Linked DNA regions of Mus musculus: regions 1, 2 and 3 are each linked to region 4. Evidence: chromatin contacts called from public HiChIP or PLAC-seq and promoter capture Hi-C data. All regions are on one chromosome and are shown on one strand. Each heading gives the region's core, a stretch centred on a gene start, on an enhancer-like site or on the middle of the called end of the contact. The rest is flanking DNA. Distances are from core to core; before and after follow the strand shown.

Region 1 (7,287 bases), core at 661-3,160, 170 kb before region 4:
TCCCACCTTCTACGTGGAACACAGGTGGCAAGTAAAGAGAATCTTTATACAATAAAGGAAAAAAATCCTCCTGTTGATGTCACTTCTGAACCTAGTAAAGACTAAGTTCACAGACTTTGTCATTCACTTCTGCATAGCTAGTTTTCTTTCTTTCCCCATTGACTGTGGTGACATGACATTCCCCTGAGTTTGGTTAATGAAAGCAAGCAAACAAAGAGTGGCTGAGAAACATCATAAAATAAAGTCAAAACATTGTATGATTATGCCTATTGTATTTCCTGGTAAAAGTGCCAATGGCACCGAAGAAACTGATGTTTCACTCAGATAATGCGTTTGCAATGTGAATCCCTTTACTTGTGAAGTTAAGGCACCAGGTTAAGCAAAGGTGGACGTGCATCTCGGAATACACAGGCTCCAGGTGGGCTGTGTACTGAACAAGAGCCAGCAGGGAAGCGCGAAGGGATCCATAGTTGGTTGAAGGGTCCTGCAGGCTTCAAGTGGGTCAGAGACTAGACTAGACTATAAGGCACTCCTACAGGGAGATGAACCGGTGGGAAGGAAGGGCCGCTGGCCAGTTGGTCTCTAGGTGGTTTATTAACATGAGCCTCAAACCTGGCCCAGGGCTGAGGAAGCAAGCAGGCAAGGCAATCATGGGAGGGGACAGGGCTGGGTTACAGCTTCCAAGGCTGGCCAGATGGGCCCAACTGTGGAAGAGCTGTCCTAGGTGTCTTGTTCATCTGGCCTGGGAAACAAGTGGCTTCACTAGGGAGCTTTCTAAAACGACAGCAGCCAGCGTCTCTTTTCCCTCAGAGCAGAGCCCTAGCAGAGCAGCCTGGGTCCCTCTCACTAGTGCCTCCCATCACATCAGAGCCTACTCTATGGAGACAGTGCTACATGCCATGGTCACCAGGAACCCATCTTACATAAAACACACTGGCAAATGCTGGAGAGGCTCAGCTACATTTTCCCTTTCACCCAGAGTTTTACAGTGATGTAGATTTTTTTGTTTTAGCCCCGCACCCACTAAAACATACCAGAAAACAAACAAACAAACAAACAAACAACCTCAAGTCAGAGAGTTTTGAATCTAAAGGACAGAAGTGCCTACAGAGAGACTACTGGGTGCTAAAACTTAACTGTTAAGAAACTGTCCCTGTGACAGAGATCAGCATTGGTTAGATTAGCTGAGGGGTTTACTCACGTAGCTTGTAGTATGCTGGGGTCAGGCGAGTGGGACAGGCAGAGCAGTGAGCCACGTTCCTAATGCCCACCACCACTACTGAGTCAGTACCAAGGAATGGATGACAAGGGCCAGAGGCTCCAGGGAGAAGTGGCCAAGGAAGAAAGGGCTAGCTTCTTTCCCCTTTGTCTCAAATTCCTGACATCTCCACATTATTTCAGAAGATGAAAAGTCATGTAGAAAACTCCCAAAACAATATTGCACACTTCCCTATTTACCATAAGAAAAACCAAATCAAACAAAATAAAATAGTCTGTGTTGGGAACAGGCAGTATTCCAACTAAGGGTCAAAGCCTAATTTCTAATCTGACTATTTCAGCAAAGCTTGGGAGAAGACCCAGAGCTGATCTGCAGGGTGAGAGGGCAGAGCTCCCCTGAACTAGCAGCAGAACTTTTCTCTACTTCCTTGCTGGCAGCGGGCTTTGCTCTTGGTGCTCAGGGTGTGTGGCATTACTGTGGTCCTGTATCACTGTGCTCCTGCTATCATAGGTAGTTTGTGTCTGGAGATCTCTGGGCCACGGATGGAGAATGAACTTGCAGGGCTGCAAGCCAAGCTTCCTGGAGGAGTTGCAGAAAGCAATCTGTCAGTGCTCATGTGCAGTGTGCACACATGACAAGCAGAGACAGGCCAGACCTCACCGAGGGTGTGCTGCAACTCAGCCACAGTGACAGAGTGACACAGACACCTTTGTTTTGGGGCAGCTGAGGGGAATCACAGCACGGGGCTATTTCAGACTGTATTGGAACCTTCGAATCCCGAGGCACTGTAATCACACACTCCTTTTTTTTTTTTTGGTAGAGGCCTATTATAGAAGAATCAAGAAGCAGTTAACCTTTCAGCTCATCAAATGTAAAAACTCCCAAAAGATGGCTGTTATTCAGCACATGAAGTCAGGGGGAAGACAGAGTTTGCATGGTTTTCATATAAGGCTGTGTCCAACTTTGGGAACAGGCAGCCCTGGAAAGAACTCCTCTCCCATCAGAGCTGACTGCCTTTGGAGCACCCTGCAGCCTTCCTACTGCGGTGCAAATGCAGGTCTATTTTAGGAACTGGTTTCTTAACGGTGGGGTTGGGTGCCAACACTTCCCCCGGGCTGGATGGTGTCACACATGAGTTTCTGGCACTAGCAGGAGGGAATTCTTGTGCTACACCAGGGAATGGCTGTTTAGTGAAAAGCCGTTCCCTGGGCTTTGCAAGCAGCTCCAGGAGATTAATGGACCGTTTTCCATTATGCTTTACGTGTATGGTATTTACTGAGATGAAAAAAAAGGAGGTGGAAATGCACAGGCTTGCTTTTGTTTCGATGGTTTCTAAGCAGTGGAACAACTACCTAACACTGCACCAAGTCATTTGTTAGACCTGAAAACAGTAAGGGCCTTCATGCACTCTGAGACATTCTGGGCTGAAAATAGCAATTTTGAATTTTCATGGCAGATCCAACTCCTGATCTGGCTCCACGGTGTCCTATCAGATTCCGGTGGTGGTGGCAGAGAACGCTGTTGTGAGTCCTGAGCGGGCATGGACCATAGTGAAAACAGAAGTAGCAGGACATGGCTCCAATTCCAGATCATGAGTGACAGCATGCTTATCTTTCCCTTTAAAAAATAAACACGAAGCAATGTCCAGGGAAAGGTCTTAGGAGTGTCCAAGGTCCGCTCACACACAGCAAGGCCCTCTAAGGGGCAGTGGGGACAGACAACTCAGGTGTGCTAAACAGGGATCCAGATTTCACCCTCGGCTTTTATTAGGTCTAATCTTGGGCACCTGTGAGTTGGGGCAGGACATGGGGCCAACCTGGGGTCGGGGGCTCTGTTCTTCAAGTCTCTGTGCTCAGTGTGCTGGGAATGGCGTCTCTGACAGTCAGAATCACAGATACATTAGTTTCAGCAAAGGTCAAGAGTAAGCTACGGTGACAGGGACTGGGGGTGGAGGGAGAAGGCACTGTGCCACGGGAGCACATCTGTTTCATAATAAGCAGGTCTAGAATTCTCCAGTGAAAGATCATGTTCTGTTCTCTGAGGCTGGAAAATATAAATACTGTATTTCATGAACAAGAGGAGGAAGAGAGAGACTCAAATCTGTTTGTCTGTTTTGCCAAGTGTTTGAGACTTCCCACCTTTGTCCTTTATGCGCAACATTCCCTACCACTCATTCCAGTGAGGTCAACCTGCCTTCCCAAGAGTTTATAAAAGGCACCGTGAGGTGTCTGGTAAATAGGGCCCTGGCCTTTTACCAAGTTTCATGCCTTGGCTATAGCTTCCGGGTAGCTAGGAAATGAACACACGTGTGGCGTTCAACTGCATGGTCTGGGGCCAAAGGAAATGGTGTGGGCCAAGAGGTGAAATGCTTGCCTCTAACTGCACAAGTCAGCTGAATGTCTCCCACTAGACTGAAGCATCGAGAGCTGGTGCCTGTGGGAGCAACTTGGAGTTGAACCCCTGCGTTCTCTGTGAGCCAGTGTTTCCCCTGATCTGAACAGCAGTGAAAATCCCAAAGGACAGAAGCATGGGCGGCAGTGGGCAACACCAGCTCCAGGTGAAAGACACAAACAAGTACTTCCTGGTGAGTCCATTCTCCTGCCTTGGAAAGAGTTAAGGAAGAAGGAATGCTGGCCGCCAGGGTCTCAGTGCCTTCCTAGCAGCCATCTTGGTCACAGTGACAACTATGCAGGCTCTTACAAGGAAGGGGATCACAGTGGGAGTACACTACCCTCCAAAGAGCGAAGTGATCCACTTCCCATTCCTACCACGCTAGTTACTCTTTGTGTTACTGTAAGGTGGCAATTATATATGTATATATCTACTTATTTCGATAATATTAATTCATTAATTCTATTTATGTTTGGTATTTTCTTAATAGTTTAGGTTTGTATTTTTCAAAATGTTACTTCTTAATAACTTTTAATAATTACATAATTTTTACTTTTAAATATTTTTTAAAAATAATTAAAAACAAGTAAAGCCAGGTATGATGGTGCATACCTATAGTCCCAGCATTTGGAGGATGAGGCAGCAGGGTCACAGGTTAGAGGCCAGCCAGGGATATATAGCAGGACCCTGTCTTAAAATATGTCCCCATCCCAAACAAACAAAACATCCAGGATACAAAAGCAAGAGTAGTTACGCGGACTGAATAAAGGTCAAAAGTGCTGTGAAGGACAAGGAGAAATAAAACATTCAAACGACAGGTGGGTCCTGCCGATGGAGGGCTCTGGGGAAGGAAACATCCGGTCCTCCAAGATGCGTGCAGTAAACTCTACCTAGCAGACTATGCACTGATGCGCTTGAGTGCAATCCTGGGACACTTCCTCCTGGGCAGCACCGTGAAAAACATGACCAGTGTCCTCCATTCCACGCTTGGAACTGTTCTTAGGGCACCCATGTGCACTCTCTGGCAGGCATTGTAGACTCTGATCATCAGGAAGGTGCTGGGCTTCGTACCAGCCAACAGACAACGACATGAAGTGACTGGCCACTGAGGTCCTCGCTTTCTGTACTCTCTCTCAGGGACTGAGTTCACACCCAACGCAGCTCAGTTCCTGATGCTCTCTGTTGAAGGAAGGGGCCTCTCGCTTTCTGCTATGTGGCTCTGCTTCACTCTTCCCATCTCTGCCAAAGACTCTGGGCCTGGAAGTATCCAGAAACATTCTTGTGTTTTAGGGATGTCCTTGTGAAGCAGATGACAATGGCTCTACCTCAGTTTCCCCAGCAAAGGCTAAATGTCAGTAGCAATGCAAAGCTTTGCTGTGAGAGGTGTTTCCTCCAATACTTGTGCAGTCAACTGGCCCTGAGAGCCAGTGTGTATGAAGGGGTCTGAACTACAGAGCAATGTGTGTCAATCACATTTGCTGGGAGCAAGCAGCAAATGTCATGGCCAAGGGTAACTCAGCTATCTGTAGGAGTTCATCCACAAGATCTTTGTGAACTTCTTGGACAATGAGTTATACAAAGCATCATACGTACAGGACGTATAGGTGTATATAATATAAATAAATAACTTATCTATCTACATCTAGCTGAAGAAGGAACAGCCTCATCTGCATGGGCACGGGCAGCCCCTTGGGCGGTGGAGAGTGCATCCTGGCCTACAGTCAGGTGCTTTGGTAGGACAGCTCGAACATGGCGCATGCCTCCTCCAGGCTCTCGTCCACGTTCAGCTGCCGCCAGAAGGACTTCTGCTTCTTCTGCAGTTCCCGTCGGACACACCGTGGGCAGGGGACAGACTTTTCTTTGCACTCAGAATGGAAGACAGCTCCACAGCTTTCACATCTGCAAAAGCCAAGCACAGAAGTGATTACAAGACTACAGAGCACAACAGGCTGTGCGGGACATCCCTGTCCTTGGGAGGAGTTATAACGAGAGACAGGGGCTGCATCTGTTTTCAAAAGGCTCCATGTTAGATTTCACCAGTGACACAATCTCCCTGTGATTGGAACTGGCCTCATGAGACACTGGCTTGGGGGAGGGGAGTCAACACTGACCCAGTGACTCTGTTAACAGTGACAACAGGCACATGAGGCTTTGTGTGCCAGTTTCCTCTCCACCACAGAGAATGGAGTAAAAACTCTAGGGTGAGCAGCCAAGAATGTAACCTAGTGCCTTGGCAGCCGGAACCCTTAGCAGGCCTTGGCAGCCCTGCGCTGTATGCCAGGGAGTGCTCTACTTCAGCCCTCCTAACTTACTGCTTTTATGTCTTAGTTCAGGAAGGTCTGATGGACATCTTCATTCTCTGCATGATGTCCTGGGGCTTGTTATGCTGTGCACTTTTTAAAATGAGGAAAATCCTCCCACCTTTAAAGGCCTACCTACGGTATGACCTAAGTGTGAACAAGGACGAGTCAAACAGTGGAAAGGAACCATTTTCTCACCAACAGGGCAGCTCTGGTAAGTCATGGAGGGGAGCCATTCCAGGTGGCTGACTAGCTGCTTGTCTGGCCTGCTGGAGTCTGCCTGCCTGTGCAGCTTGTTTTCCCTGAGGAGTCCTTAGCAATGACTAATGAGCCCGGCTGCCCCAGCCCTGCTCTCTTCCGCCACACAGGAGCTGTGGAAGGGAACTTTCACCTCATCCCAGGAGCCCAGGGGGCCGACTACCTGATCTTCTTTAGCCCTGGAGGTGTTACATGCATCTGTCTTCAGGATGTCCTGGACTTTTCAATCTTGGATACGGGTTACCTCAGGATACTATACCCTAATGTGCCAATATCTTACTTACAGCACCACCAAGCAGGACTCAATGGCTTGGCCTAAGGAGGGTTTTCCCACTGACCCACCCATACCTGTGGAGAGGGCAGTGACTTGGAGTTGTTGGGAATGTCTAATAAAGAGATGGCCTACAGAGGCTTCCTGCCCCCAGCAGTACCTGCTCCTAGCTCAACTGAGGACAGTGGTTCTCAAGACAATAGATGAGGAACCACAAATTGTTCTCCTATCCTTGATGTGTCCCCCTGGGGTTCCCATAAAGAAGATCAGTTCCCCCCAAGGTAACTCCTATTGGTGACAGAGTATGTAGGTAGTACTAATTAAGGTAAGGGTATGTCTTTGGTCCAATTGGCTTAGTGTCCTTAACGCAGGAAACAGAGCTTCTCAATGTCTTAGCGTCTCTCTTCCTCCTTGTGCACTATTCAAAGCCATTAGTGACCTAGTAAGAAAACCCTCATCAGGGCGCAAGAGATGGCTCAGCAGTTAAGAGCACTGACTGTTCTTCCGAAGGCCTCTAGTTCAAATCCCAGCAACCACATGGTGGCTCACAACCTTCCATAATGAGATCTGATGCCCTCTTCTGTTGCATCTGAAGACAGCTACCGTTTATAATAAATACATCTTTAAAACAAAAAACAAAAAAACAAACAAAAAAAGAAAGAAAGAAAAGAAAATCCTCATCAGAAGCAAATCCTGCTAGCACTCTCCTCTGAGCCTTCCATCCCCCCGAGAGCTGTGAGAAACACATCTTTAAGCCACCCAGCCTGTGGTATCTGGTATGCTACCCATGCAGACTAGATGATGCCCTGGAGCAAGTGACCTCACCTGGTGAGCGTCAGTTTCTTCAT
Region 2 (7,567 bases), core at 1,696-4,195, 240 kb before region 4:
CTTTAATAAGAACCTTCTGAAGGAATGACTGTTAATTTAACAGCCTTTATGGTTTAAAAATGTTACATTGCCTTTATTACAAAAAAAAAAAATTGCTATTAAAGGCAGTAAGAGAGTTCTCCCATCATGCCTCAGTACACATATATGGGCATGTTGATGGGGCAGGAGGGGAAAGCAGTAACAAGCGCAGGTGGTTCACCAGTCTGATTTGCTGAAGTTTAAGGTTCATGCCAGGCTGTGTTCCTCAGGGCCTTCTGTTGTATGCTATGCTGGATCACTGTCTAGTTCTCTGACCCTTGGATGATGGGTGTTAATCTACCTCTGCTGATGACTTATTTCTGCCTATGAAGTTGCCCAGGATTATAGTACAGTAGTTCTTAGAGTGGCTTTGTGAACTTGCTAAGCTACAGGTATATGCTTGCCTTTATGTTATCCATTGAGAAGGCCTGTAGTAAGACTATTGTTTCACATAGTGCATGTTATTGTAGCATTTAGGATTTCACTGCCCCTACAACAGATGCACGGAGATAAGTCAGATGCTTGGCCCTGAGGAAAGGTGACTACCTCCTCCTTTACCATCAGTTAGACTCAGAAGAAGCCATGTGCTGTGTTCATGAGCAGAATCGCCCTGTGGGCACCAGTGCTGTGAAATTGGGTTGGAAAGAGAGGTGGCAAGGTCCTTGTTAGTGAGGGAAGCTGCATTCCTGGAAGAACAGAATGGCCCTGCCTGGCCAGTGAATAGCCAAGACTGCAGAGTGAATTTGAGTCAGAAGTAAAGAATTAAAAATATTTGTTGAAGTGCAGAGAACATTAGCAATGAAAATAGGCAGCCAGCCCTCACAGATCTATCTTCAGTGTTTGAGAGACAAGTCTACTGGGGAGGAGGAAATGCAGGAATGAGTAATAGAAGGCAAGATAAGACACTCCCACAATGGTAAGGCACTCCCACCAGGCAAATGCTGAAAGAGGCCTCAAGCGCTCCACACCTCTGTTGTAGCACCAGGCAGAGGGAGGGGAGAGGGAGGGAGGGTGGGAGAGAGAGAGAAAGAGAGAGAGAGAGAGAGGAGAGAGAGAGAAAGAATGTGAGAGCGAGCACATGAGATGGAAGTCTTGCCTTGAGATGATGTCCTGGTAAGGAAGACCACGGGTGTTTTTGCAGATAGTTGCTTTTAGCCATGAAAATTAAGCATGGTAAAAACAACTGGAGAGTTTTTGTTTTAGATAAATGAGCAGAATACCTCCTTAGAGAAGTGGCATTTAAACAGCAGCCTAACTGCAAAGAGGAAGCAAGAAGCTTAGGTGTTATAGGCAGTGGAGCAGTGCCAGACCAATGATTTTCAACTTTTGGGTCGTGACCTCTTCTATCTCCAAAAATATTTTATATTATGATTCATAACAATAGCAAAATTAGAGTTATCAAGTAGCAGCAAAAACAGTTTTATGGTTATGGGTCCTGCATTAAAGGGTCGCAGCATTAGTGAGATGGAGATCCTCTGGGTAAGTCTGTGATGAAAGAACATTCCATGTACTCAAGGAAAGTAGGATGGCCATGTGGGGGGAGTAAGGACTAAGGGAAATTAGGGGTCAGTCTCACAGGGAGGGAGGTTCCAGGTTGGTTAGTGACTATTGCTAAGTCTTGAGCATGGGGAAAGTGACATTAATTTAGGAGGCTTTTCTACCTGTTTTTGGAGAGATAGACTATAATTGGAGGTCAGAAGAGAGGCAAGTAGAACGTTAGGAAGCTGTACAATGGTATGTGCAAGCAGTGAAAAATGCCCAGGATAGAGATTTGTTAGATTGCCAATAACAGACAGGTGTTGCTTGCAGACTGGAGAAGGATAACAGAGTTTAAGCTTCTACAACCAGGCAGGTGGAGAGGTAAAGAGGTCTGAATCTCTAAGTGAAGGCACTGATGAATGGCTTGGCAAGAGCTGTTTCAGAATAGTGATAGCAGCCAGAGACAGAAACAAGTGGGTGCACTAAGTGGTTGGCTGGAGGTGGGCTGGCATGTTCGTGATCTGCTGCTGAGCTGAGCTGAACAGAGCAACCAGACATTGACATTGAACTAATCTCTGGCTGAGATGCTGTGCACAGTGGAATGGAGCCAGACCCACAAAACACAAGAGTTGGCTTTGGTTTGAAGAAAACCAAGTCCTCTCTTGCAGTGACACAGGACAAGTGTTACTGAGGACCAGGACCTACCATACCTGTCAGTAAGGGCAGCCACGGTTTGCCAGTGCGCCACTGCTCTCTGACTACTTCTGGAACAGCCGGGGTGTCCTGAGAGAAAGATTCATTCCTCAGATAGTTGAGAGTTCCAAGTATGGGGGCTGGAGGATAAACTCATAGAGAACGTGTCATATTTGGCAGACATTTGTGTTTGGGAAAAAAAAATTGAGTTTGAAGAACATTACGAAATCTGAGCCGTTAGTCTAATGACCTTAAAAAAATAGTGATTATCTCTTACAAGTAAATTCCTTTTTTGCCTTTTTTATCTTGATAAAAAGCACTTCATACCATATATGGGCTGCCTTCCACAGCTGAACTTGACATCTAGTTTCTACCAATTAAAGATCATAAATACTTGTTGGGGAGCTTCTCTTGCCGTCCTCCAAACGGGACTGTTTGCATTAGCATAGCACTTGCATTGTCTCTAGGGTGGTCACTAATCTAGAGGAGATTTAAAACCGCGTCAGAAAACAGTCATAACAGGAGTTCAGGGCCAGCCTGAGCTGTATGTATAGTGATACCCTGTCTAACAAAGCAAACACTCATGATCTGCCTGCTTCAGTCTGTGCAGTGATTAAAGGCAAGGGAATTAATGAAATTTCAGATTATGTAAGAGAGAAAATGGCTTTTAGGAAGTGAGAGCAGAGAAGGGGAAATGACTGTGTAAAGGACCATCCTTAGGTGCAGGTGGCTCTGTGATGGCACAGTGCCTGTGATGCTGCTCTACCCAGCAGCCACTGGGAGGCTCTCTTGTCCTAGTTCCACACAGGGTTACTGTGAACTGGGAAAGGTTTAAATAATCTCAGGGTAGCTTGGTTTTTATACACTTAAGCCCAGCATTAGCATGCCTGTAAAATTACATGTGAGAAACTTGGGTTTAATGAACAGCCTGAATCTGCACTGAGCCTGTTTGCTGCTCTGCAAGCATGAAAATGACACCAGTATCACTCACTCTTCAGGATGCCCTTAACTAGTGACAGTCCTTGTTCTGATGAATGGGCCGAGTGGGCAGCTTTAGATCTAGCCTCTTGCTTAGGTAGAGCAGAGTCTCTGAAGACCTGCCTAGGGAAGCACAGAGGAGGCCTGTCATCCACACATTCAGCACACACCATGAACTAAAGCTCAGCTCTCTATTCCTCAGGTTTACTTAGAGAGGCTCCTAACTTATGCTGAGATCGACATTTGTCCCACCAACTGGAAAAGAATTGTTCTGGGAGCCATTCTTCTTGCCTCCAAGGTTTGGGATGACCAGGCTGTATGGAATGTAGACTACTGCCAGATCCTCAAGGACATTACGGTTGAGGACATGTGAGTATATAAGGTTTTGGAATGCTTTCAGAACCATTTTTCTAGTACTCTTAATTTGCTACTATAAAGTTTTACATAAAACTTAAAGAATGTTTTTAAAGGCTGTTTAAAACTCTTGTTTAAAGTTCTTTTTTGTTTGTTTTCCAAGACAGGGTTTTTCTCTGTATAGCCTTAGCTGTCCTGGAGCTCACTCTGTAGACCAGGCTGGCCTCGAACTCAGAAATTCACCTGACTCTGCCTCCCGAGTGCTGGGATTAAAGGCGTGTGCCACCTCCGCCCAGTCTTGTTTAAAGTTCTTAAAACTTTCCACCATGTATGTGTTTTGTTATATTGTATTTCTGTTCAAAAGAATAAGTTAACTAAGCAGCTACTTAAGCAGTGGAAATAGTCATAAAACTACATTCTTATCTCTAACTTTACAGCAGTTCATAGCTTCCATCATTAATTGGTAGGTCTTGTTATAATATGTTTAATAATATGCTTGATAAATTATTTTTCTTGTTGGTTTTGGTGACCTTTGCAAGGACAGCATAGTACAGTATATATGCTATTACTTTTTAAAAGCCTCCTCCCCTTTTAAGGGGCTTTTGAAAGGATCTGCCTGTGTTGATGTCTCAGAGCATCTAGTCTTCTGTAAGGTTTAGCTTGAGGCTGAGTCATTCATTGTCTATTTACTCTTGCTGTCCCCACTTTTAATCTGAGCATTTATAACAGAAACTGTGAGGTACAAAAGTAAAAGTTTTACTCTGCATGTGGAGAGTTTGTTTTTAGAAATGGTCTCATGAGCCAGGAAGCTCCAGGATTCCTCTCAGGCAGTCCTAGAAGCAGCTCAGAGGTTTCACTGGGTTATGAGGACACTCAGCACTTGCCCAGTTACAGCAGCGCTCTGCAGGCCCCAAGCTCACTGAGAGCATAGCCTTAGTGATGGCCACTAGCATGGGCTTCATGCTGTAATGGACAAGGCTGTGTGTGCAAGCAGGATGCACACAGGGGAGGTTTCCAGCAAACTCTGAAAGTGCCCACTTGACACTGAAGATGTCACTTTGTGGATAGCACTCAAGAAATCTTGTAGTTAGGAAGAAACTCCTTGATTATAGTGAACATCATAGGAAGATGAAGGTATGAGGGTAATAGAAGTTACCCATTTCTGTAGGTAGGATGTCAGTCAAAATTACTAAACTGTTTATAACTGAAGTAACTAAGGAACCAGTGGCAGCAACTGGAATGTTTGGTGAAAATGACTGTTCATAAGTGGTTACTGCACTGGTAGCCATCTTAGCAGAGGATGTGACAACAAAAGAATCTGAAATAAACAGACACTTGCGAGGCCAGAGTGACTGGTTACTGTGTCAGTCCTCTTCAGACTGGCTCCTGGGAAAACGCAAGATGTGTAATCATATGCCACTCGTGACAGCCGAAAATAATCATACACACCACACGTGATAGCTGAAAATGTCTCAAAACTTAAACTCAGATACCAGGGACTCTGGTTGTAGTTATAAGATCAGAAAAGATTTAGAAAAATGTTTAGATTTCCCAGACATGAATCCACTGCAGGAGCAGTGGTGGCAGGGCTGAGGCTCTGGTCCTCACAAACCTTTTGTACTGAACAGAGAAACACCAGGAGCCATGTTCCTAACAGTCGCCTTTTGTTTATGATCTCTGCTAACCAAAGAGCATGACAACAAGGTTAATACACATTTGTCTCCTTCCCCCGCTGTTGTTAAAAATGTGTGTCTATCATATTTTTCTTTAAACTTTCCACCATGTATATGTTTTGTTATAATGTATTTCTGTTCAAAAGAATAAGTTAACTCAGCAGCTGCTGCTCAGAAAATGTGCTGTGCCTGTAAATGGCACGTCATTCAGGCATGTGGAAAACCCAGAAGGTGCATATTCTGTTGGCATAGTGCTTTTCTTCAGTGATTAAACCTCTATTAATAGACATGCTAATCCTGTGAAGGGCTGTATTTTAACACAGTTAAAATGTATTAGTAGAGAAAATATAAAAGGGATAGTGAAGTATGTTTGTTCCAGTAGCAAATTAAGTCTTGATTACCTGATTATCAAAACATTATCTGATTTACATTTCTATAGGCTTATTGCCATATGAACAGGAAATTAATTTGGAAGTAAGCTGTTTAGCTTTAATTTCAGTAAATGAGAAAACCATATTTTCTACTGTCCATATAGAAATACTTTTTGAGGCACTTAGAAAAAAAAAAGAAGAGAAAAGAAAGAAAAAGGAAAAAAATTAAAAACTTAGAACCAATAAACTAAGTATGTTCTAAGATAAGCTTCGGTCATGTTTGCTTAAGTATTTATAATTTCTAGAGAGGATTGTGACTGTTCAGGTGTACTCTCATTTTATGTTGAGTAAGGCTTAGCACGGTCACAGAGCTACAATTATCACCCCGTCTCCTCCTAGACCACATTTCCCACTTTACTAAGCTCTTTCCTCTGTGTCTGTGTCCCAGGTAGGGCAGCAAATGCTTGCAGTTCTTATTCTCTGCACAGGAACCAGATTTGTTTGTCCAGTTCTCTACTAGGTGTAGTATACTAAAGTGGGTTTAGTGTAGCCAGGACATCTGCCTTTGATTTCTCTGCTTTCCAGAATTTAAAATGAGTGTCTTGACTGTCATATTAAGAGTTTGTCACCTTAGTGCAGTATTAAGGTGAGCAGAAACTTGGATTATGCCCTTTTGACATAGCCTTATGTGCTGGGGCAGGGGGAAGGGATTGCCTTTCCCATCCAGTGTAGCTTATGTATTTATTTATTTATTTATTTGAGATGAATCCTTGTTGCCTCAAGAGTTTTTCCCCCTCAGAGATAATAGCGTAGCTCTCGATGGATCCATTTGTTGCCGTGGTGATGTGCCCACTCCTTTTGTTGGCGCTTCTCTACTTCAATAAGCCCCTTCCTGTTATCAGCCCGGTGAAAATGTCTGCAAGTTCTTCAGAGCTAATAAACAGCATACATCATTCCTTTCATCTGCTCACTATAGCAGGCCTTGTGAGTGAGCACGAAGCATGAATCGTACAGCTGCACTAATGGAACTCTGAAGAATGAGCCTGCAAGTCAGCAGCACAGATGCATGAGAGGGCTGGACCCTTCCCCTCCGCCCAAACCCAAGAGCGCTGGGATGTGGAAAGGACCACAAATAGCTGAACCTTATTTGAACATTAGTATTTTAATCCAGCTGGGTAGTCTTCACGTGTTCCAAAATAGAATTTAGAACAATCCTAGAAGCTCTGAATGATACTTTTGAAGATAGCCCAGTTGACTAAAATTGTCCTGTGTGAGTTTTGATATGTTTCTCCTCCTCCAGGAATGAGATGGAAAGGCATTTCTTGGAGCTACTCCAGTTTAATATTAATGTTCCTGCCAGTGTTTATGCCAAATACTACTTTGACCTTCGCTCCTTAGCAGATGACAACAACCTGAATTTTCTGTTTGCTCCTCTCAGCAAAGAAAGAGCACAGAACCTAGAGGTAAGGCTGTGTTCACTAAGTGGGGTTTCCTTCCAGCCACCTGGCCAGCATCTGTGGAGACAATGGAAAGCTTTAAACTAACACATTGAAGAGGGCATTATCTCTTTGGCATCGTATTTTCTGGGCCTTTTATGGTTTCTCCAAGTATCTACATTATATAGAGAGGTAAATATTGCCGCCTCTGATCATAATTCAGAGTCATTTTAATCAAATGTAATGTAGTTTTAATAGTTTCCCTATTGATGGGGTTGGAGAGATGGCTCAGCAGTTAAGAGTATTGAATGCACGTCCAGAGGTCCTGGGGTTCAATTCCTAGTACCACGTGGCAGCTCACAGCTAACTGTCTTTTAATTCCAAGATCTGACATTCTCACACAGATATGCATGCAGGCAAAATACCAATGCACATAAAATAAAAATAATTGTTCCATATTTAAGCTCTGTATTCCCACAAAACCCTTCTTGAAACTTCTTGAAATTATACCCTTAATCACAACTCTGCTTCATTTCACTCAGTTGACAAATTGTCAGGGTTTAGA
Region 3 (7,758 bases), core at 150-2,649, 200 kb before region 4:
GTATGCACACACACACACACACACACACACACACACACACACACACACACACGCACACACGTGCACACACACACCCAGTTCTAATAACATTAGCACGTGGGCATCAGGACTTTTTTTTTTAAGTCCCCTCAATTCTGTTTTGTTTCATTGAGGCAGGAATTCACCTTTAAATAAGTTAACTTGGAATTCACTATGTAGCCCAGGCTGGCCTCAAATTTGAATTTGCAATTCTTCTGCCTCAGCCTCTGGAGTACTAGGATTACAGGGCTGTGACACCATCTCTGTGTTAAATCCCCCAATTCTAACGTGCGTCTAAAACTGAGAGCCATTGTTATATGCTGGCTCAAGGTAAGGCTATGTAGGATGAACCCAGCCAAATGTACAAACAGAAGTCAACCAAAACAAAATGACTAAGGAGAAACCCAAGCTATACTTAAACCCCAACCCAGGGTGCTATTTCTCCTCTTACAGGCAGAAATCTTACTTCCTATCAGCAAGTCAACAGGATGGAAAAGGTGGTTGTTTTAAGCACGATCCTTCCTTTATAAACAGCTTTTCTTCTTCTCACCTCTTAAAGAAAAAACAAAAAACAAAATACAAAAAAAAACACCCAAACCTGCCGTGTGCTGCCGAAGTGACGTTTGCAGACTGCAGCAGAGCTCTGAGACCCTTTTATGCACCAAGCCCCCCACTAAATCCTCAGTGCATTATCTCCCTCATCCCCACAACCCCCAGTAATAACAGCCTCTCCCATTTTCCCCACGTGACAGATGAGGAAACCCCTGTATGAAGAGATTAAGTAACCTGCTGGAGGGCAAGTCGTGAGTAGCTGGCAGTGCTTAACTTGCAAGGATCCGGCCTGCTCTAACTCCATTGTGGTTTTATGTGCCGGTGCCAACTTGCCTCTGCTGTTACATAGTTGGACAAAGATAATGCCACGTGGATTTCATTCCTTCAGAGTCCAGGGCAATGGGCTGGGATACTGTGTCCAGAAAAAAAAAAAAAAAACACAGGATTACCTCTGGATACTGGAATGGACTTAGGGTCTTATCCCATTATTTTACTGAAAGGAAATGGGACCAAGAAGACAGCAAGAAGAACTGGGCGAGAGGAGCTCCTCAACACCCCCTCTTTCCAGTGGGGTTAGTCATCACTGGGCAGCTAGGGCTCTCCTGTCTTCCTTTCACACTAATGTGGGCTTGTGGCCTTCATTAGTTTGCTTTGGTGGCCAGTTGTCATTATCTAACAATTTGCAGCATTTCAAGAAGGACACATTACTGTTTGTATCACCATAAAAGCAGCCTTCTTCCCTCAGCTCGCAAGCCAGCTCAGGTAGAAAGCTGAGAGTCACAGAGGTGCATTAGAGACGCTTCTCTTCTCTCTGGTTTCCTGAGTTTGTTTGGTGTGTTTGGATTCCGTGTCGTGTGCGATCAGCCTTCCAGCATGTTTGTTCTGGCAGCAGAAGTGGTAGGGTGTGTGAAAGAAATCTCCCTGCAAAGTTTTCATTGAAAACTTAATGTCATTTGCCAAAGTCTTCTGTCTTGAGCACTTCCGAAAATGTCAGGCTGTGGCTTTCCTGTGTTTCCTGTGAGATTTTTGTATGTATGCCTTTTATTTATTTTCTCATTCGGCAGTGCTGAAGATTGAGCCCAGGGACTCTTACGTGCTGCGACTTCGGCCTCCCTTAAGCTATTTTCGTTTTTCTTCTGGTTTTGCTCTCTCACAGGCCAAATTTACCCATTCTTCTGTTAGCCAGGCCCCCTTGCCCTGCTTTGTTGGTTCTGCCTTAGTCTTTTGGTTTAGAGCTGCCCTGAGCTGGGGTATCTGGTCTATTGCTCTCTAATGTCTTCTTCTTCTTCTCCTTCTCCTTCTCCTTCTCCTTCTCCTTCTCCTTCTCCTTCTCCTTCTCCTTCTCCTTCTCCTTCTCCTTCTCCTTCTCCTTCTCCTTCTCCTTCTCCTTCTCCTCCTCCTCCTTCTTCTTCTTCTTTTTTTTTTAATTACACCCTCAATTACTCTTCTCTCACTAGAGCAGTGGCTAACACTCTAAGAAGCTGTTAGGGTGGGGGTAGCTGGGGAGGGAGCCAGAGCCAGGAGGCGTGAGCCAGTGCTGGCTTGCCAGCCTTCTCTGTTTACCCTAGGAGGCAGGCCAAAGTGTAGCCTTTGTGCTGAAGTCACTGGCGAGGGTAGCCACTTCTCTGCCTGGTCTGGTTTGTCCTGCATGCTTAGAACCCTAAACAGAGAGAACACCAGGCTTTGAAAGGCCTGTATCTCAAGGGATGGGCACAAAAAGTAGCTGATACCAAGAAGGCTTGCTGCCTGGAGGCTGCAGCAGAGTGCACCAGTACCTGCATTTTTCATTCCTCTTTATGTCAGTAAGCCCATAGAAGGTGTCACACTTTCAACAAGAGTCGAGAATACTCCTCACCCATTAGCTCTCATGGCAACACCTGCTTTGGCCAGTAGGATTTTAACAGACATGCTACAAGTACAGGCTAGAAAACATGCTATGATTGGCTTTCTTCCGTGTATCTATCTCTGTTCTTTCCATGAGATGAATGTGTCATGTCCAGAAGAAACCAAGGTTCCAGGAAGGGATGAGAGATGTGTGAAGGCAAAGCTTCCCCAAGGAAACTGCAGAAGCCCCACCCAGCCTAGAGCAAAGCTGACCCAGAGAGGCATGAGCAGAACGAGCCAAGAGCAATAGGTCTGCCTGGCCAGACTTCGTCACTTGCAGATGCAGGAACGGAGGAGGAGGGGATGGTGGTTTTAAACACTTGAGTTTTGAGGCTATTTGCTGTTCAGCAATAATGATGGTTTCATATCTTCAGAGCTGCTGTCGTTGCCTACTATGATGATGATGACGACGACAATGACAAAGACAATGATATGAGTAACTTGAAACAAAAACACTTTGCAAATGTCCGTTGTGAGAACTTGGAGAATAGGCCAAATAGTCTCTATATGGGAATGAGCTTAAATCCACTCCCATGCTCAATTTATTCTATAGACTTTTAACTTCCTTGTCTATTATCATAGAATTACAGAACTGGCTTGCAAACTGTGAACATGAGGCATCAGAAAGTTCGTTCCGGGCTTAGATGTTCACTGCAAAAGTTGAGAGAGGGGTGGGAAATGTAGGCAAGAACTCAGAGGGCTATTTTAATCTGGGTATAAAATGTTATACCCAACTAGGGATGGTAGCATGTGCCTTTAATCAAAACACTTGGGAAGCAAGTGAATCTCTAGTTTCAGAGCAGCCTGGTCCACATAAGCATTCCAATCCATGATTTAAAAAAGGAAGTTCCATCCAAATAAACGGCACAGGTGGAGAGAACTGTGAGATAAATGCCTTTGAAGATTTGTCAACCCTGAGAGGAAGACTTTAAGCCCAGATACAAAATGAGCTCTCATCCTCCCACCGCCCCTAGAGATTAAAAATTCTCTCTGTAGAGTGAAGGATACCTGAGTGAACAGGATGGAGAATGACTCTGAAATTTGTTCAGATAAGGCAGCTTCCTGGCAGCTTGTCTCTTGGAATAAGCAAAGCTGGAAAGGATTTGGACATGTTTGCTGCCTTCTAGGGACCTACCTTCTGGATGCTGGTGATAAAACAATGAATGAGACATGGTTTCTGAGCTGGCTATCATGGAGGGGAGGTAGATTTTTCCATCCATTGTCATACATGGCAAAATATATGGCATTACATCTTTTATAGAGGGAACAATTATAGTTTACTGAGATTAAATGGCATGCCTGTCATATCATATAGCTGGCAAGAGAAACAGAAAATAATTTAGTTTTCTACCATTCAAATCTGTTTTGTTTATACTGGAGAGCACCAATTCTTCTTGTTAATGACCTGATTTTACTCATAAACAATGGTGTATTTACACATGGTTTTAGATGTACTCAAGTTTGGGTTAGTGGTCCTTGATACAGTTATGGGATCTACAAATAGAAAGATCAAGTTCTCAGTCTCTAGGGCTATTGAGGCAGATTTTTAATTGAATAGACACAAATCCTAAATATCTAAAAACAAGAGAATGGTTTGATCAAGTGTATTTGGAACAAAAAAACATGCTGAAAACATGAAGCATAATTGCTTATCGTTGACTGTTTACAAGTAAGAGTGTTGATGTTCTGCCTCCCCAAGAAGGACAATTTGAATACACATTTGAAAGTCCAAATGAATGTGTCTTTTTTTTCTTTTTTCTAACAGTTTGCTCTTGTCTTAGTCAGTGTTCTATTACTGGGAAGAGACACCATGACCAAGGCAACTCTTACAAAAGAAAGCATCTAACCGAGAGCTTGCTTACAGTTTCAGAGGTTTAGCCTATTATCATCATGGCAGGAAACATGGCTACTGGGCACATGGTGCTGAAGAAGTAGCTAAGAGCTGCACACTGATCTGTAGGCCAATAGAGACTAATACTGGGCCTGGCTTGAGCTTTTGAAACCTCAAAGCCACCTTCAATGACACATTTCTTCCAACACGGCCACACCTCCTAATTCTTCCCAAGTAGTGCTATTCCCTCATGACTAGGCATTCAACTATATGATTGTATTGGGGGTGGAGGTGGGCTCATTCTTATTCAAATTATCACATTCCTTAATAACATATAACTTGCAGAAATAGCCACAAGAGTATATGAGGAAGCTATCTAACACATAACTTGGCAGAAATAGCCACAAGAGTATACGAGGAAGCTATCTTAATAGTTAAAACTGTCCATCACAAGTACATATAGTAGCACACACATATCGTCTCAGCACTTTGGAAGTAGAAGTAAGAGAATCTGAAGTTCAAATGTGGCCCAATGATATTAAGTCGATCAAGTGGATTAAGACACCTGCTTCCAAGCCCAGTGTCCCAAGTTCAATCCCTGGAATGGACATGATGAGAGGAATAGACTGACTCCTGTAACTTGTCCTCCAACCTCCATATTTGTGCTGTAGCATGGACATAAAAAGAAATCACAATGTAATGGAACTTTTCAAAAGCTCAAGGCCATCTTTAGCTATAGAGCTCATCTGAAGCCCACTTATACCACCCAGTTTAAAAAAATAAATAAAATGGCAGTAGCTTAAATGGTTACCACAGAGAACAGATAAGCAAGTGGTGGGACATTCTAGGAAAGAGGGATGGAGCAAACCATTGTGTATTTATGCAATATTCTAAGACGCTATTAGTGATTACTATTGTAACAAGTATTCATAGCAGAGGGCAGATCTAGGAGTATAAAGACATAAGATCACCATGGCTTACATCAAGGTAGTGGGTTTCCTCTTGGACAGTCTTTCCCAAACTGTGTGCATTATTATATGCGAAGTGCTCATCTTTGTGTTACTGAAAGTATAAAAAGATATAAGAAAGTGTTCCTCGGGCTGGTGAGATGGCTCAGTGGGTAAGAGCACCCGACTGCTTTTCCGAAGGTCCAAAGTTCAAATCCCAGCAACCACATGGTGGCTCACAACCACCCGTAATGAGATCTGACTCCCTCTTCTGGAGTGTCTGAAGACAGCTACAGTGTACTTACATGTGATAAATAAATTAAAAAAAAAAAAAAGAATATTTCTGTTTAAAAAAAAAAAAAAAAAAAAGAAAGAAAGTGTTCCTCTCCTGTCCAGTCTATTCTAGGTGAGGTTTACATGATGGCTACTTACAACATCTAACAACTGAAGCTACTTCTGGTGGTTGGAATATGCGTGACCCATAGGAAGTGGCACTATTAGGAGGTGTGGTCTCATTGGAGGAAGCGTGTCACTGTAGGGGTGGACTTCGAGGTCCTTATTCAAGTTCCACCCAGTGAGGGAAAGTCCTCTCCTGGCTGCCTTTGGATCAAAATGTAGAACTCTTAGCTCCTCCAGCACCATATCTGCCTGCATGATGCCATACTCCCACCATGATAATAATGGACTGAATCTCTCTGAACCTGTAAGCCAGCCCCAATTAAAGTTGTCCTTTATAAGAGTTACCTTGGGGGCTGGTGAGATGGCTCAGTGGGTAAGAGCACCCGACTGCTCTTCCGAAGGTCCAGAGTTCAAATCCCAGCAACCACATGGTGGCTCACAACCATCCATAACGAGATCTGACTCCCTCTTCTGGAGTGTCTGAAGACCGCTACAGTGTACTTACATATAATAATAAATTAAAAAAAAAAAAAGAGTTACCTTGGTCATGATGTCTCTTCACAACAATGAAACCCTAAGACACTAACTACCCTATGATCAGAGAGGAGCAAGATAAACAATTTAGGTAAGGTAAAGGAGAATTTGGGGCTGAAGAGTATCAAAAGTCTTTATGAAGATTTCACTGGTGTTGAGAGAGGAATTAGGTATACCAGAATGCAATGGAAGCCAGGTAAGGACTGTCACACAGGTGACTCTCCTAGCAGTGGCTGAGCCTGCAAGAAGCAAGACAAACTAGGGGCCAGGAGGACCACTTTAACTGGAGACACAGAAGCCGGCTTAGAGAGTGACTCAGTGATAAGATAAGAAGGGTAGATGAGGCAACCCTAGGGGACCTTGGAGGCCATGATAATGATCTGGAATTTCGTTCAGGAGTTTGAGCCAGAGGCAGTGTGCACAAAGCACTGTGCTGGGGACGGGTTTGGCTGGGGAGTTTGGCTGATCTATACTGATCCAGGGATGAAGCAAAGAGACCAAAACCAGGACAGTCTTACAAAGGTAGAACGGGAAGGACAGACACCAAGCTCTTATTCCTCAACTGACCCTGCCTGGACATGATTTGACATTCCACAACTAAGCTTACCTCCCCTGGCAAGTTGTAATTACCATTACAATTATTGTCTTCAGTTTTTATAGGTGTATGATGCTGTTGACTGTGCAAGAACATGATAGTCAAAGACAATCACATTTACTTATACCCTGGTTCTTTCTCCCTATACTGGCAATGACTAAGAACAGTTGTCTGGAATAGCTCAGTGGCAGTGCCTACTTAGCTTGTGTAAGGCCCTGGCCTCAAACTCTGGCAGATTCCTCCCCTGAATTGAAAACTGATGAGACCTTGTCTTTTTGTTTGCCTCATAGCTACACTTCATTGGCTGTTGTGCCCACCAAGGTGTTATAACAGAAAACCACTTCCTGCCAGCAAAGCTATTCTATCCTAGTACTCAGACATAAGTTCAGTTGGCATTCCCACCCAAAAGGTCAATCTTGAGATGCCTATAAGAAGATAGCAGGAATTACAGTTAAGGGGAATCCAGATAGCTGAGGTAACCTGGTTCTCTGGGCAGGGCAGCTGCCCTGTAGAGAGGGTCCGGTGTGGCTGAGATCTTGGACTTGTATAGGTCAGTGACTGGGTCGATATCTCCAGGCTTCAGTTTTCTCACTGTCAAATGAGGATGTCACGTTTAAACAAGCCAACATTTAATGGATTAAATTAATTACAATGCCCTACAGCCAGGCCCTCCACACCTGCAGGTTCTCTATCCATTATTCAATCAAACAAGGGCAAATAATAGCACATAACAAGCATTTACATAAAACTAGCCTTGTTCTAGGCATTATAAATCACCCAGAGAGGATTTCTTTTAATTGTTTGTTTAAGAGGCAATTTAAAGAATTTAAGAGGTTATAGCACAGGTTATACACAAACATATATATCTAAGGGACTTGAATGTCCTTACTTTCTGGTGTTTGTAGGGGTCCTGATACAAAGGGACAGATGCTCTTTGTACACTCTGGTTGTCTTCATTACTGATCTGTTGCTAAGAAGAGACATCACAACCAAGGACA
Region 4 (7,515 bases), core at 1,405-3,904:
TAGTGTGCTTAAGTTTTTTGTCCATTTTCTGCTAGATTCTATTTTACTTTTCTATTATGACACAACAAATTTTTACACTAAGTTGCTTTTTAAAAATACTTCTTATCTCATAGTCACTAAGGTGTTGGCTCAGGTGGGCTGGACTCTTATCTAGAAATTCTGGTAAATAGTCCAAATTCAAAGTCATCTGGATTGTTGACAAAAATCCTGGTTTTGGTAACTTCCTGTTGGTTGTCAGCCAGGGGGCCACTCTTGGTAGTTTTACACCTTCCAAATTCCTCAAGGCTACCTAGAGTCCTCAGCAATGATATCGTCCATCTTCAAATCAGCTACAGTATGTTGAGTCTTCTTGATTTCCCAGTCATAGAAAGCTCTACACTTTTATGGGAACTCTTCAATTAGATCCACCTTGACAACCTCTCCACTCTAATCTCAAGTGTGTCATGTACTATAACATACATAGTCAGGTAGACATGACTTCTGTGATGGTTGTGAGGATTAGAGGAAAACACAAAAACAAAGTTAGCAGAAGGTCGTGATGGAGCTATGCCTGTCCCAGAGTCTTGGGTGTCAAATTAACAATGTGTCTGCAGGTTTTCTGATAAACCTCCAGTGCGTGAATCTACCAAATAAAACACCACAAGCCATCGTACTGTCACAGCACTAAAGGCAAGCGTGAGTGAGGCTGCTGTGTGGCAATAAAGAATTCTGAGCATATAATGTTGTGAACACTGATACCTGAGCCATTTTAATTGTGGCAAAATACTCAAAACATAAAATTTACCATGGTAACCACTAAGCCAAGCATTGTCATGCAGCCCAACCCCCACTGGTCTTTCATCTTGCAGTCCACCCATTCAACAAGAACTTCCCCCTCATGCCGGGCGTGGTGGCACACGCCTTTAATCCCAGCACTTGGGAGGCAGAGGCAGGCGGATTTCTGACTTTGAGGCCAGCCTGGTCTACAAAGTGAGTTCCAGGACAGCCAGGGCTATACAGAGAAACCCTGTCTCGAAAAACCAAAAAAAAAAAACAAAACAAACAAAAACAAACAAACAAACAAACAAAAAAAAGAACTCCCCCCTCCACGCCTTCCCGAACACTTGACAATTATTCATCTGCTTTTCAGTAGTGGAATATTTTAATTTGATATACTCATCAAACACTTATTCTAGGTACTGTTCCAGGGGCTTTAAAAACATCAAGTGGCACATGCCTTTAATTCCAGCAGAGGCAGGTGGATCTCTGTGAATTCAAGACCAGCCTAATCTACATAGCAATTTCCAGGCTAAACAGGGTTACATAGAGAGACTCTCTCAAAAAAAACATACATATTTAATAACTCATTGAATCTTTGATGAGGTGGCTATTATTCCCATTCTACAGATTAGGAAACAGCTAAATTGAGTAAACTTTCCAGGATGACGAAATGAGAAAGTGACCAAACAAGAATTTAAGCTGAAGTAAGCTTTCAGGATCTTGCCAGAACAATAGCATTGTTAAAGTACTTACTATAAAGACAAACACACAAGTTATTGATGTTATTTCTTGGTACATGACATTTACACACTTCGTGTCAATTTAACCTAATACTTGACTCCTAGTGAAGTTAGATTATGTTACCAAGGTAACACATGTATATTGACCTTTTAAAGACCTCATTTTTGCTATGGTATTTCTTTAAGTAAATGAAATAAAAACTACTTGGTGTTTTAAGCAACCACTTATAACGTGTACTATTCTATAATGCTGTATAAGTACAAGTCACAATTTATTATGATTTGTTGAAAATATTTTACAGGAAAAACCCAGAAGTTTCTTTCTAGTTCCATGGATCAAAGAAAAAAAGGGGAGGAACTAAATAACATTTACAATAATATATCTCAATCTTTTTAACCTGTAAAGGCGCCTTGCTTTGCAAACTATACATATAAGCCCAGCCTCTATTTGTCTTCTGAAATCAGAATTTTTTTTCCAGCTTAAGGGCCTGAGGACTCCTTATCTTGTTTTGTTTGTTTTGTTTTTGTTTTCTAGCTTAATAAGCTTTTCATACAAGACCAATCTATCATTAGTCCTGTACTGTCATTTACTATACATTCAAAATGGGCTCAGTCAATAGAAAGAACAAACGTAGCGTTTCTCTGGGGCTAAAAGCTCTACTGGGGTTTGGTTTCTATGATCGCTGGGGAGGGGTTACTAAAAACAACGCAGAAACAGGATCACCTTATTCAACTACTTTCTAATTTGCGTTACTTGATTCACAAAAAATAAACACCAGGTCATGTCTTCCTCCTCACTTAGCCACCCACAAATGAAGTGCTATCCCCAGCGCGAAATACAACAGAAAGCGGTGCGTGGGAAGAACCCCGGCGACCCCGGGGAGCTCCGGGGATGCGTCATCCCGTCCCCCTCCCCGCCCAAGGCCGCCGTGAGGAGGATGCTCACCGCGGCTCTGGTCCCTTCTCCCCTGCGGCCTGCAGCCGACCCCCGGCAGGACCCCGACCCGGGCAGCCCGCCCTCCTCACCGCCAGCGACTGCGCTCCAGCTGCCGACCATCCCGGCCCGGCTCTGTTTACAAGCGGCTTCTCGCGGTCCCACGCCCAAAAGCTTCCCCGCGGCAGCCCGGCAACAGGATCCGATTACACAGAGTTCCAGCCGGTGAGGACCGGTCCCTCCTACGGGAGGAGCAGGCGGTCGGGCGGGGCCTGACCTCCTTATCTTATTGTTTGCTTTACAGCCTTTATCCCAGGCTTGGTCCCTTCCACGTTCTTCCCAAGACCGAGGATGTTTGCAGTTAAAACTGTCACTTGGAACCTACCAGGGCAGGGCCAGCTAGCAGCAGTTGCTAAGAATAAGAGAATTTCTCAGAAATAATGCTTTCCAAACATAGGAATGAACTGCTTGTCATCTTTGGATAGGTGCACGAACTGCTTTTCATCTTTAGTTAGGTTCACGGTTTTAAAGGATGTGGTTGAGGGGAAATGTCTCTAACCTGGCTGTGGATTCCTAGTCTAGCAGCTAGGGCTTAGGGAAGGGCAAGAAGTCACCTCTCCTGAGGTCTGCTGGTAACCAGCCACTTTGCAAAGACGTGCAGTTCCGGTTGGATGAATCTTCCTTTCAGTTTTCAGTCTTAATTTGCCATCACAGCATACTTCTTAGTCGGTTTTTTTTTTTTTTTTTTTTTTCAATTAAGCTTAGTAAGAGAGGGGCGGGGGCGGGGTAGCACACACTTTTAATCCCAGCACTGGCACTGAGGAGGCACAGGCAAGTGAACCTGTGTGAGTTTGAAGCCAACCTGGTCTACACAGAGAGTTCCGGGCCAACCAGAGCTACAGGCTTTGTCTCAAAAGCAAAAGCAAGCCAAGCAGTGGTGTCACAAACCTTTAATCCCAGCACTCAGGAGGCAGAAGCAGGTGGATCTCTGTGAGTCTGAGCCCCTCCACCCTTGTCTACAGAGTGAGTTCCAAAACAAAACAACAACAAAAGCAAACAAAGCACAAACAAACGCGTGTAAGTCAATGACCAGTATCCATATTCTGTTTAAAAATGGAGAGAATTAGGACTCAACAGGATATATAATATTTTTTTTGAAAGTCAAATCTTTAAAAAGTACAGAATCAAATTGTGATTGGTTGAATAGATTTGGCTCCCATAGACTCATGTTTCAATGCTTGGCCATAAGGAATGGCACTATCAGAGGTGTGACCTTATTGGAGTAGGTACATTCTTGTTGGAGGAAGTGACTGCTACTTAAGCCGGCTTTGAGATTGCTGTATACTAAGGTATAGGTATATTAAGCTCTGCCCAGTATGGAATCAGAGCCTCCTCCCAGCTGCCTGAAGTAGACTGTCTCCTTCTGGTTGTCTTGGCATCTAGATGTCGAACTCTTGGGTCTTCCAGCACTTGCCTGTACACTGCAAAGTTCCTGCCATAATAATAATGGACTGAACTTTTGAAGCTGTTAAGCCAGCCCCCAATTAAATGTTTGTCTTTATGAGAGTTGCCTTGGGCCGGGCGTGGTGGCACACACCTTTAATCCCAGTACTTGGGAGACAGAGGCAGGCGGATTTCTGAGTTCGAGGTCAGCATTTCTGAGTTCGAGGTCAGCCTGGTCTACAAAGTGAGTTCCAGGACAGCCAGGGCTATACAGAGAAACCCTGTCTTGAAAAAAACCAAAAAAAAAAAAAAAAAAAAAAAAAAAAAAAGAGTTGCCTTGGTCATGGTATCTCTTCACAGCAATGAAAATTCTGACTAGGACAGAAGTAGAGATATGTTTGTCTAACTAAAACACAAATTCATAACATATAGCTTCCCAAATATTTACTATATAAAATTCCAAATATAGTCCGTAGTCAGGAGACTAAAAGACACTGAAACAAGAAACACAATAAAGTAGTTACGATTTTTACCCTTGTTTAAAAAAAGATGATTCCAGCATCATCTGTACTGGAACTTCATTACTGAAAGCAAATTCAGAGTGTAACAACTTAGATTTAAGAAAACAAACCCAAACATTTATTGTCTTTAAATCTATGTTTGTGAAATGACTGAATTTACTTCTGATCACTAACACAGGAATCCAATAATTCCATCTGAGAAGCTGTTGACTTCTGGGCTAGTCAACATCTGGGAATATTTTGTTCTTTTAAATTCAAAATAGTTACATTCACATCAGCACTCAAAAGGCAGTCAGCTGCTGCCTTTGTCACTATGTTAATAGACTGTGTTTTTAGAGAAGTTTTAGGTTCTCAGAAGAGTCCTCACAGACTTCTTGCCACTGCATATGAACCACCTCCCTACATCCGAGCATCCTGCATCACAATAGGACATTCATTATCATCTATGAACCTCTGCAGGTGAATGGTTAGTTTACAATTTGCATTAGGGTCACTATGTTTACCTACGTTTTATGCTATCATCCAGAAAGGCTTCTCTTTGAGCAATCAGAAACATTTTTTTTTTTTTTTTTTTTTTTTTTTTTTGGTTTTTCAAGACAGTGTTTCTCTGTATAGTCTTGGCTGTCCTGGAACTCACTTTGTAGACCAGGCTGGCCTTGAACTCAGAAATCCACCTGTCTCTGCCTCCCAAGTGCTGGGATTAAAGGCGTGCGCCACCATGCCCCGCAATCAGAAACATTTTAATAGAGAATAGAAATGCCTAGGTTCATCTAATATAACCATTGTCCACAGCTACTTTCTTATTTAAAGACTTGTAGTGGCCTTCCATATACTAGCAGGGAGAGTTCAGACTGCATACCTCTCTACCCACTGCCATTTACTTGGAGATAGATGCTTCGTTTTCCCTTTAGTTGGCACTCATACTCACTTAGGAAGCTTGTGCCTACCTCCAAATCACAATGTAAGTATGTAGGAAATGCTAAGCACATCCTACTCTCTATGGTATCTTCCTCTCGGTCATGGTGGTTGATCCAAGGACGGGCATTTGTGTAAGTTACTTTGCTATGGGCAGATATATGACAAAAAGTAATTTTAGAGGGAAAAGGGTTTGTTTGGTCCTGTAGTTCAAGGGAATACAGTCTAGACTGGCAGGGAAGAATGAGAGAGACAGCCACATTGTATATGCAGTAAGTGAGAGAGAGGACAGTAAATGGGGCTGGGCCAAGAAACCTTAAGACCCACCTCCACTGACCCACTTCCTCAAGCAGGACCCACCTCACATCCTTCCTTCAACTGTGGACTAGGTGTTTAAATACATGAGCCTACGGGGAGGGGGCCATTTCCCATTCAAAACACAATAGTATGTGACCTAAACAGAGCCATTCCCTAAAAATTTCCTATTTGAAACTTTGTAACAAATCGTGCCTATTGGCTCACAGGGCTGGAAGGAAGCAGGTTGGAGGTTTTTGGTGGCGGGATTTCCTATCTCATAGAGAATGTCTCTCTGAGGAAGGAAGAAGGAATGTTGGATGGAGTAGGAGTAGCTCAATGGAGACTTGGGGTTGAAGAGAGTGGGAAGCCAAGAAAAAAGCCTTACCTGAGCCCCCCAAATCTCCTTCTGTCTGAACTAACCTTACTCTATGTCACTGATTGAACCTGTGCTTGCTCATTTATAAGTAGAAGTGTAACTGATAGACCGCCTTTCCTGGCGTATCTCCAGCATATACTTCTTTCTTCACATAATCTGTTATTAGACGCGTTCTCACGACCGGCCAGGAAGAACACCACAGACCAGAATCTTCTGCGGCAAGGCTTTATTGCTTACATCTTCAGGAGCCAGAGTGCAAGAAGCAAGAGCGAGCGAGAAGCAAGAGAGAGAGAAAACGAAACCCCGTCCCTATTAAAGAGAATTCTCCTTCGCCTAGGACGTGTCACTCCCTGATTGGCTGCAGCCCATCGGCCGAGTTGACGTCACGGGGAAGGCAGAGCACATGGAGTGAAGAACCACCCTCGGCACATGCGCAGATTATTTGTTTACCACTTAGAACACAGCTGTCAGCGCCATCTTGTAACGGCGAATGTGGGCGCGGCTCCCAACATCTCCCCCTTTTCTTTTAATAAGAGCAAATAGGCCACCCATATTAATGAGAGTGGAGATAGAGGTCAAATCCCCAGTGTGTAGGTAAAGGAGCCATGTACAGGATTAGCTCTTAGGCTCACAGGCTTTTACCCAGAGCAACCCTGACCTGCTCCCGTGTCGTTTTGCCTGGGGGAAGGGAACTAGGACACTGAACCTTCATGAAAGATGACATGTCTCCCTAGAATAGGCTCATATATGCCGCAGAGCCTCTCCATTGCAGTGCTTAGCCGTGCAACTCTCTCGGGCTGCTGAAGCACACTCACTCTATCCCGTGCAATGAGTCTAGCCTCGTGAGATATAAGAGCTGAGTGGCCAGCGACCTATTGCCTAAGCATAGATAACCATATATCAGGGGGAGCACTATGTTCTAGAGCTGCAAGCGCCTGGGCAATAACCACCTTGTCTCTCCTAGTTTGGGCCTTAAGCTTACAGACCAATCAAAGAAGCAACACTAATCCACAGCAAAGTGTATCTCCAAATAATATTAATCCCACCCATTTTTTAAAGAAAGAAAATGCTGAGGAGATCCAATTGGGTAATCCTTTGGTCAGCGACAGGTCCAAGCGCGTGGAGTTGACCTGAAGTCTCAATTCCCGAAGGATCTGTTCAAATTCAGCCATCCAATTCTGTAACATATACTGAAAAAGACTTTTTGACAATTTAGCTGCCCTAGTAAATTTAACATACTGAATGGAAATAACACACAATCCCGGAAACTTTTGTTCACATCCCTGCTGAGTTATTTGTCATAATACATCTAGTTGTATCTGGACAAGATCTATGAGTTGATTAACCAGCATGAGACCTCTCTGTATCTTGACATTAGCTGAGGCCTGTTTATCTATGACTGTAGTCACTGAGGCTGACAAAGTGTTAATGGTGTCAGTCGTCTGGACCTGTCCAGACAGAGCCAAGGCTGTCTGAATCAAGGCCAAACCCAGTTCCCAGTTAGTGGTAAAAAGGCAGGAGAATACTTGA

Evidence for each region. Promoter capture Hi-C pulls out the DNA fragments that hold promoters and counts their contacts. HiChIP or PLAC-seq counts read pairs in DNA pulled down with a chosen protein or histone mark.
Region 1: a contact with region 4 is called in a promoter capture Hi-C map of hippocampal neurons, with 2.4 times the contacts expected there. The contact joins the enhancer-like site here to the promoter of Plekhm3 in region 4. A contact is called at or near these places in 7 of 39 promoter capture datasets (3T3-L1-derived adipocytes, the C10 cell line, the HPC-7 cell line and 4 more), 7 of 115 datasets of contacts at active chromatin or transcription factors (bone marrow-derived macrophages, effector CD8 T cells, embryonic stem cells and 3 more) and 2 of 9 other capture datasets (adipose tissue and liver).
Region 2: a contact with region 4 is called in a promoter capture Hi-C map of hippocampal neurons, with 6 times the contacts expected there. The contact joins the enhancer-like site here to the promoter of Plekhm3 in region 4. A contact is called at or near these places in 15 of 39 promoter capture datasets (the C10 cell line, the HPC-7 cell line, cranial neural crest and 10 more), 2 of 15 datasets of contacts at CTCF or cohesin (the NIH/3T3 cell line and large pre-B cells), 2 of 484 Hi-C or Micro-C datasets (B cells and bone marrow-derived macrophages), 25 of 115 datasets of contacts at active chromatin or transcription factors (the 230-238 cell line, the SCID.adh cell line, T-cell acute lymphoblastic leukemia and 15 more) and 4 of 9 other capture datasets (adipose tissue, liver, macrophages and 1 more).
Region 3: a FOXA1 HiChIP or PLAC-seq map of pancreatic cancer cells shows a contact between it and region 4. The contact joins the enhancer-like site here to the promoter of Plekhm3 in region 4. A contact is called at or near these places in 2 of 39 promoter capture datasets (the C10 cell line and pre-B cells), 1 of 15 datasets of contacts at CTCF or cohesin (CD8 T cells), 1 of 484 Hi-C or Micro-C datasets (embryonic fibroblasts), 10 of 115 datasets of contacts at active chromatin or transcription factors (bone marrow-derived macrophages, effector CD8 T cells, embryonic forebrain and 6 more) and 2 of 9 other capture datasets (adipose tissue and liver).

The regions. Positions count from the first base shown.
Region 1 is chr1:64,789,706-64,796,992 of GRCm38.p6, forward strand. It overlaps Plekhm3 (pleckstrin homology domain containing, family M, member 3), which reads right to left. Exons shown (of 8, transcript NM_001039493.1): 8 at 1-5,509. The coding sequence ends at 5,332. Among named protein-coding and RNA genes, the nearest start is that of Fzd5, 56 kb to the left of the region's middle. Within about 2 kb of position 1,911, at least 101 of the 459 cell types and tissues checked have an H3K27ac peak or open chromatin away from gene starts, as enhancers often do. A contact at or near this core is called in 3T3-L1-derived adipocytes, adipose tissue, bone marrow-derived macrophages and 3 more, where this site is marked.
Region 2 is chr1:64,714,761-64,722,327 of GRCm38.p6, forward strand. It overlaps Ccnyl1 (cyclin Y-like 1), which reads left to right. Exons shown (of 10, transcript NM_001097644.1): 8 at 3,371-3,537; 9 at 6,867-7,029. Among named protein-coding and RNA genes, the nearest start is that of Fzd5, 19 kb to the right of the region's middle. Within about 2 kb of position 2,946, at least 37 of the 459 cell types and tissues checked have an H3K27ac peak or open chromatin away from gene starts, as enhancers often do. A contact at or near this core is called in B cells, adipose tissue, forebrain and 2 more, where this site is marked.
Region 3 is chr1:64,755,317-64,763,074 of GRCm38.p6, forward strand. No RefSeq gene overlaps it. Among named protein-coding and RNA genes, the nearest start is that of Fzd5, 21 kb to the left of the region's middle. Within about 2 kb of position 1,400, at least 74 of the 459 cell types and tissues checked have an H3K27ac peak or open chromatin away from gene starts, as enhancers often do. A contact at or near this core is called in CD8 T cells, effector CD8 T cells, liver and 2 more, where this site is marked.
Region 4 is chr1:64,954,170-64,961,684 of GRCm38.p6, forward strand. Plekhm3 (pleckstrin homology domain containing, family M, member 3) reads right to left here and starts at 2,655. Exons shown (of 8, transcript NM_001039493.1): 1 at 2,526-2,655. Gm51627 (predicted gene, 51627) reads left to right here and starts at 2,410. Exons shown (of 3, transcript NR_165472.1): 1 at 2,410-2,658; 2 at 6,152-7,515.